2 separate regions of the Mus musculus genome follow, and region 1 is linked to region 2. A link is a contact called in public Hi-C data. All regions are on one chromosome and are shown on one strand. The core of a region is the stretch at or near the end of the contact, and the rest is flanking DNA. Distances in the headings are between cores, read along the strand shown. Region 1 overlaps Iqgap2 (IQ motif containing GTPase activating protein 2). Region 2 overlaps Iqgap2 (IQ motif containing GTPase activating protein 2).

What was found. Hi-C and Micro-C count contacts between places; a contact is called where the count stands out from the background.
Region 1: a contact with region 2 is called in a Hi-C map of the HPC-7 cell line, with 2.3 times the contacts expected there. The contact joins two enhancer-like sites. A contact is called at or near these places in 3 of 39 promoter capture datasets (the HPC-7 cell line, liver and neutrophils), 2 of 15 datasets of contacts at CTCF or cohesin (CD8 T cells and the G1E-ER4 cell line), 7 of 484 Hi-C or Micro-C datasets (the C10 cell line, CD8 T cells, the HPC-7 cell line and 4 more), 3 of 115 datasets of contacts at active chromatin or transcription factors (the HPC-7 cell line, acute myeloid leukemia and embryonic stem cells) and 3 of 9 other capture datasets (adipose tissue, embryonic stem cells and liver).

The regions. Positions count from the first base shown.
Region 1 is chr13:95,717,967-95,721,789 of GRCm38.p6, forward strand. It overlaps Iqgap2 (IQ motif containing GTPase activating protein 2), which reads right to left. Exons shown (of 36, transcript NM_027711.1): 11 at 3,547-3,707. All of the region lies in intron 1 of Gm52062 (a long non-coding RNA gene), which reads left to right. Among named protein-coding and RNA genes, the nearest start is that of Gm52062, 14 kb to the left of the region's middle. Within about 2 kb of position 1,900, at least 80 of the 459 cell types and tissues checked have an H3K27ac peak or open chromatin away from gene starts, as enhancers often do. A contact at or near this core is called in the G1E-ER4 cell line and the HPC-7 cell line, where this site is marked.
Region 2 is chr13:95,637,247-95,640,896 of GRCm38.p6, forward strand. It overlaps Iqgap2 (IQ motif containing GTPase activating protein 2), which reads right to left. Exons shown (of 36, transcript NM_027711.1): 31 at 472-559. Among named protein-coding and RNA genes, the nearest start is that of Gm52063, 5.2 kb to the right of the region's middle. Within about 2 kb of position 1,750, at least 41 of the 459 cell types and tissues checked have an H3K27ac peak or open chromatin away from gene starts, as enhancers often do. A contact at or near this core is called in the G1E-ER4 cell line and the HPC-7 cell line, where this site is marked.

The DNA of each region.
Region 1 (3,823 bases), core at 650-3,149, 81 kb after region 2:
TTATACAGTTAACGTGAACCAGTTGGCCAAAAAAGAAAAAATAAAATCAAGAATCTGTACTGTTTCATCTTTTGTTACCAAGGAAATGAAGAGCAGTTTTTTAGGTACACAATTCACCTGTGGCTTCTGTCTGTAGCCCCTGATGCCTGTGAGCAAAGGAAGCTAAAAAGAATACTGCAACGAGCCTAAGTGTTTCCCTGGAGGCGACAAAAGTCCCCAAAGTTCTTCATGCTACCAGTGACACTGAGGTGTCTTTTATACAATGTAGCTTAAGAAGAAAAAAAGTTCTGCAAAACAGGAAGCAGTGATGACGAATGATGGACACCAATGGAGGCCAACCCAAAGTAGGCCAAAGTAGGCCGAAATGGGCCAGGGATTGTGCTTGAGAATTTTGCCTCACAAAGTCACAAAGAAGTTATGTTACTGACATCTAACAAGTAGCACAGATGAAACCAACAGCAGGGACTCCTGGAGATCTGTACTGGCTAGCCTTCCTCAGAGACCAAGGCCATTCTTTAAGAATGTACAAAGCCTTTCGGGGCCTCTTGTAGACTTAATAAAAATATAAGTGATGGCTCTGTAGGAATCCTTAAGGACTGGAATAGACAACACCCAGGATCCCCTTAGAAATGTGTGCCATTGAGCCAAAGGGAAGTTTTAGGAAGGAGCCCATAGGACTTCACAGTCCCCTCAAGTGAAGGCTCTTCAGTACAAAGTCATCGCTGCAGTGTGTGTGTGTGTGTGTGTTATAATATATATATATATATATATGCTTCAGCCTATATAATATATACATATACATACATACATATATGTATATATATATATATATAATACACACACACTACACACACACACATAAATATACATTTATATATATATATATATATATATATATATATATATATATGCTTCAGCCAGGCCAGCACTAACAACACTGGGCCTGCTGGCCCCTCTGTTATATATCCCATAGAAGTCTAAAACCATGATGCCACTTGGATTTGGACCAGAGGGGTTCAACTATGCACTAAAACAAGACTGTTCTTCTTTGCTGTTATTGTTGTTAATGTTGGTAGTGGTGATGGTAGTGGTGGTGGTGGTGGTGGTGTGTGTGTGTGTGTGTGTAATTGTATAAATTATACATATATATACACACACATACTCATACAGATATATGTAATATTTTCATATTGAAATAGTCTCATGTAGCCTGAGCTGGCCTCAAACTTGCTATATAGTCAAGGAGAATTCTGAATTCATCTTCCTGCCTCTGTGCCTTCATGTTGGAATCACAGGTGTGTGCCACTATGCCAGGGTGACCCCTGTCCTTAAGTTATTATTATATCATGAACTTGGCTCGTGCAGGCAATGTGGCTCTCGAATGGAGCGAGTCCCTTTCCTTAAGTGGTATTTGTAGATGGGGGCAATTTTGATCAACAGAGTGGACGGCTAGAGTACTGGATGGGAGAAGTACTGTCAGTCAGAGGGCAGGTGGCCCGGTATGTTTGACAATTGCTTTGCTAAGAGTCACGGTTACATGTAACTCTCCAAGGAGCGAGCAGCTGTGACTCATACTCCAGCATCAGGAGGGCTCAGAAGTTGGTTAGATAAGTGTGACTGGCGACCTGAGGAGGAGAAGAAAGAGGTGGGAGCTTCATCATGGACACTGCTACTGCACAAAGGGAGAGACACTGCTATGACGGTGGTCCCTGGAGAGGGAGCCTTTAGCTGAGGACTGGACACAGAGATCAGCTGGGCACAGAAGGTGCTGGCCAGGGGCAGAAGAAAACTTGACATCAGACAGATTTCTAAGCTTGGAGCAGCGTCTGCTGTGATTGACAGGAGCAGTGGAGGGAGGAGTCACTGCCTGAGAGAGCAAGGGGTGCTGTGATTGACAGGAGTGGAGGGAGGAGTCACTGCCTGAGAGAGCAAGGGGTTTTGTTCATAGAGATCAGGAGGAGGGAAGCGTCTTCAGGAAGACGCTTCTTTTCTGCCATTTTGTGCATGCTCAAGTGACCTGTCACCATTTCCTCAGAATCTAAGAACTCTTTCAGTTTCCTTTGCAATTGCGCGTGATGCAGCTCTAGCTCTCCATCTGGAGCCAGTTTAGAATCACTGGCTAAATTTTCATCAGGATCTGGGTAGACATCTCCCCCTGGTGGTCACAGCAATTTAGGGGCCACTCATCTCCTTTCCTTTTTCCTATCTGATCTCTCTCTCATTCCAGGGCTGAGTGCTTTGCAAGTGTGCTAAGGCCCTGCCCTCAGAATCCAGAAGCAAAGAGAAAGAACAAACCTCTCATTTGTCTTTTAATTCCAGCCTTAGCACTCTCTGTAGATCCACTGAAGTCGTCCGCCTGACTAGCAAATGCAGCTATCGGGGACCCCAAAACGAAAGGGCTTACAAGGCTCTTTTAGGCCAACAACCACTGGAGAGAGTTTGGGGCTCCACTTAAGGTTCATAACCTTAGAAGTTTCCTTGTCAATAGAATGGATACATTGTATATACAGCTACTTCTAACTTTCCTAAAGAAGCTGGAAGGAAGGTGTACTTTTTTCTTCTTTTTTAAAAATTTAATTTTTTTACTTATTCACTTTACATCTCACTCACTGCCCCCTCCTAGTCACCCCCTCCTACAATTCTTCTCTCCTCCACCCTCCCCCTCTCCTCTGAGCAGGTGGGCCCTCCTGGATATCTTCCCTTCCCAGCTTGGCACTTTAAGTCTCTGGGAGACTCGGTGCTTCTCCCATTGAGGCCACACAAGGCAGCTCAGCTAGTAGAACATATTCCACACACAGGGGACAGCTTTTGGGATAGCCCTCCATGCCAGTTGCTCTGGATCCACTTGAAGACCAAGCTACATATGTTCAGGGAGGCCTAGGTCCAGCCCATGTATGTTCTTTGGTTGGATGTTCAGACTCTGAGAGCCCAGTGGGTCCAGGTTAGTTGACTGTTAGTCTTCCTGTAGAGTTCCTATCCCTTGTGGGGCAGCGATCCTTCCCCTATTCAGGAAGGTGTATTTTCTTTTCCCTTTCCTTTCTTTCTTTTTTTAAAATTAGATATTTTATTTATTTACATTTCAAATGTTAACCCCTTTCCTGGTTTCCCCTCCGAAAATCCCCTATCCCCTCCTCTCTTCCCCTTGTTCACCAACCCACCCACTCCTGCTTCCTGGCCCTGGCATTCCCCTACACTGGGGCTTAGAGCCTTCACAGGACCAAGGGCTTCTCCTCCCATTGATGACTGACTAGGCCATCCTCTGCTACATATGCAGCTGGAGTCACGAGTCCCACCATGTGTACTCTTTGGTTGATGTATTTTCACAGCTCCTCTAGGTATCAACTTGGAATAAAGTCAGTTGTTAATACAAGATGACAATTTTGTCTCTAGGAGAGGAGGATAAAGAAGCCCCTGTGGCAGAGCAGACCGCTCTTGAGAAAATGCAAGCAGGACATGTGGACTTTTCCACTTGGGGGTGGGGGTGGGGGGATCTGCCAAGCACTTTTTTTTTCCACCCTGAAAGAGCATCCGGGAAGTGCTCCTTACCGGTCCACGTGTGCCTCATCCAGATTGTTGAAGCCTATGGTGGGGCTTCTGAGTTGGTTCTGCACAGCCACGAGGTCACTGCTCTCCAAGGCCTGGTTTAGCAGAGCAACGGCAGACAACATTTCCACGGCAATCAGGAGCTCCTCGTGGGCCAAGTAGTTCTGTTGGCAAACACAGGGTAGAGTGAGCTCCCGGCATCGCATGCACGGCACAGATGTGCTTTGGACACGGGATGCATATGACAATGAGCATGCCCACCTGCTCTTCATTGGCTTTC
Region 2 (3,650 bases), core at 500-2,999:
GTCGTGAAGCCTGAGTTGTGTGTAGCCATGTAAAGGCACCAGGACACCATGGCCTCAGACTCTCACTTTGGATGCATGTTTTTTTTTTTTTTTGTGTGTGTGAGATATCGTCTCTCTTCTAAGTTAGCAGATACACAACAAGGATTTTGACATCCTATCCAACAGCACGGTTTCTTCACTGATGTATCCAGTCATCTACTGCATGACAAAGCTTATGGTTCACATCAAGAGGCTCTGCACATATAGAACTGGATTCCTACTGTAGGAAAAAAAAATAACACCCGGTACACATTTGAGAAAGCATCTTCCACTTCTCTCCTACTGATATTCCATGTGGGCTTCAGATATGAAGTCCGTCGTCTACACTAAGGGACTTCAGACATGTATGTTTCTATGTGACAGTGACTATTTGGTGTGGACACGAAGACCACCGCCATCTATCTATTAACTTATTATGTGAAGACCAGTCACCTGCTGCCCAGTTGCTGGGGTCTCTAAGATTTCAGTCAGCGTGCTCCCTGGCTGGTTCCGGGTCACATCGATGATCAGCTTTTTGGTCCTTACAAAGGAGAACAAAAGAGACGGATGTTCAGACAGCAGTTAGGATACATAAAACTCTGTTTCTCTCATAGGAATACATTAAGCCGCTTCCGTGATTCCCTAAAGTGCTCTTGCGCAAAAACGCCTAAGAGCCTGCAGATGCCAGATAAGCAGCGTCTGGGCTTTAGATGCTTAAGACAGTGAGTTTAGTCTCTCAGGACTGCACACAACTATGTCATAAGATTCCTGCTGCTGGAAAGGACATAGGAAGGCCTGCCTAACTGACTTCTGAGCCTGTGGATACATCATAACTAAACTGCCTCGTTTGCTCCATCAGAAAAGGTATAGGCCAGTGGGAAGGCCAGTGGAAGCAGAAGTCACCTGAGAGCCTTGGAAACTACAGGCTTTTGGTGAGCCCAGCAAAGGGACATAGGAGACTGGCAGATAGAGCCGTGTGTGTGTGTGTGTGTGTGTGTGTGTGTGTGTGTGTGTGTCCACGTGTGCATGCACACATGTGCATGCATGGAACCGAGAACAGGAGAGCTGTTTTAGACAAGTTTAGGGCTGACAAACCACCCTGGAAGTGCTGACCCATTCATTCTTCCATAGGTGCTCTTTAGCAACTGGCTGTCCCTTTTAATTAGGGGTTGGCTTATGTAATTACATCGAAGGGGGGGGCTGGGGATGTATCTCTGTAGAACATGTGTGAGGGCCCTGAATTCAAACCTTCATACTATAGAAGCCACACAGCAACAAGACAAAAAAATGCAAAAGGGCAACCGTTCTCATTTGACCACCGTTAGCCATGGTGGGAAGTATTTTGTTTGAAAAAGGCTCTCATCTCCCAGAAGACAGAAACATCAGCAGTAGTTGGTGAGCTACACACAGGCCAGAGCTGCTGCTTGCTCTTATCACAGCCCTGGTCCTCTACTGAATTTCAGTGCTGTCAGAGAGAATAACTTTCTTCCTTATCCACAGCAGGAACTGTTCATGCAGCATGAAACTGGAAATGAAAATAAGTCATATTCCGAAGCCACAAGGGGGGCTTTCTCCTGAATCAGTCCTGGTTAACCCCAAATGTGAGATTTTAAAAATGGGAGAAGATCCAGTAAGCCATTTGCAAATGTGGCCTTTCCCATTTCCTATTTATGCCACGTCTTCACAAGAAGAGTGAGCGTGCCTGACAGACACAGCTTCCTCTTCTCCCTTCTCCAGGGTCTCTGCAGAGCCATTTCCTCTAGCCCCGTGACCCCTGCCTGCCAGGGATTTTCAGGCTGTCTGAGAATGCACAACTAAAGACTCCAGAGAGTCAAACATGGGTACACAGCTAATTATAGCCCCGTGGGAGATGGCAGGCAGTGTTCCTGAGGTGGCCAGGCCTCAGGAAGCTGCATGTCCCTTCCCACACACATACCCCAGCTTCCTCTAATCATCATCAGGAATGAATTAGACCGAGATTTAGCATCTAGCCCAGGCTGGCCTCAAATTTGAGATCCTAAATGTTTGGATTACAGGCACGCTCCCCCATGCCTGGCTTTCAGGCAGAAACACGGAGTTGAAAACAAAACCTTTGAATGATTTTAAAAAACTGTCGACCCTGAGTGATTCTTATTTGAAACAACGTTCTAGCAGCTACGTTCTGCTAATTAACAATTACGTGACATCATTTATATCAGCTTCCATCGCGACTGAAAACTATTTGCTCACGAGTTGCTGAAGGACAAATTGCACAAATAACTTTGTTTTTTGTTCTTGGAATTCTAGATGACGTCAGGCCTGTGGAATTCATTGTCAAAATTCTACCTTCACGGTCTATATCTAAGCCGGCACCTGCTTCAAGTGCAGGGATCTCAACTTCCCCTCCCTACTATGTGCTCAAGGGCACAGGGCATTGTGGACAGGCAGATCGGGCAGATCGAAGGCTACCTGGAGCTCCCCGCACCCCACCCCCTCACAGTTCCTGTTTATGATTTATGAGCTGCGTGGGTCAGTGCAAATTATGTAATCCTTATAGGGTTTTTTTGTTTTGTTTTGTTTTGTTTTAATTTTTAAAAGGGAAACAGTTTGACAGAAAGACTTCATGTAAACAGCCCTTTGTGTTGGGGTCTGACAGATGGTGAGGAGCACACCTGTAACCATGGCAACTATGTTGCACAAGATGGCAGCTGCTGGCCATCACATGGGAACTATGTTGCACAAGATGGCAGCTGCTGGCCATCACATCCCACTGAGCCCCTGAAACCTGGCTGGACCAGACAGACAGATGTGAGTGCAGGACACACATTCTAAGCTAAAGACTTAGCACAGATGCACAATACCTCCTTAACAATCTCTTCCATTCATTTCTATAAGAAATGAAAATGTTTTTAATACATTGAGTTAAATAGAACACAATTACTAAACAATTCTGCTCCCAACCAAAAAAAAAAAAAAAAAATCACTGGCATATGAGCGTGGTGACGGACCTGTCAGTGACCCTGATCTGACCACTGCATATGGCACCCATGTATCAAAATGTCACACTACATTCTATAAATAGGAACACTCATCATGTGTCATTATTTTAAATGTGTAAATAAACACTGGAAAAAATGGAAAGATGAGAAATGATTTCATATGATTCTTTCTAGAATGTGGCTTTTAGAACATTTATGTGTGTGCTCTATGTGTGGATCCTACTAAAAAAAAAATTTTTTTTTTTTGAAATTGCAATAGCCAAACATGCCATTCCTCAACTGGAAGCTAGTAGTCTAAAGACCTAGTTAGTCATAGGACCTCAGCACAAAGAGGCTGCTGGAAGACAGCCCACTGTCTGAAACACAGATGGAGCAACAGAGAGCTCCAAGGCCTAATGGGTAGACAAAGATCACCACACTTGGGGTTCTAGCATTGCAGAAGCCAGAGCAAGCTGCCGGCCTGCATCATCCACAGTTCCTTATCCTCCTGTGGGAGTTACCTGTGTCTCCTACCATCCCTACCTCCTGTTTGTGCTGTGGATGAAACATAAACAAACTAAGCACATTCTCTACCACTGAGTCACAGCCCAAGTCACCATCCCCTCTTCTAGCACCTTTCCAAGATAAAAGCCCCTGAGGTCTTTAAGGTCTTTA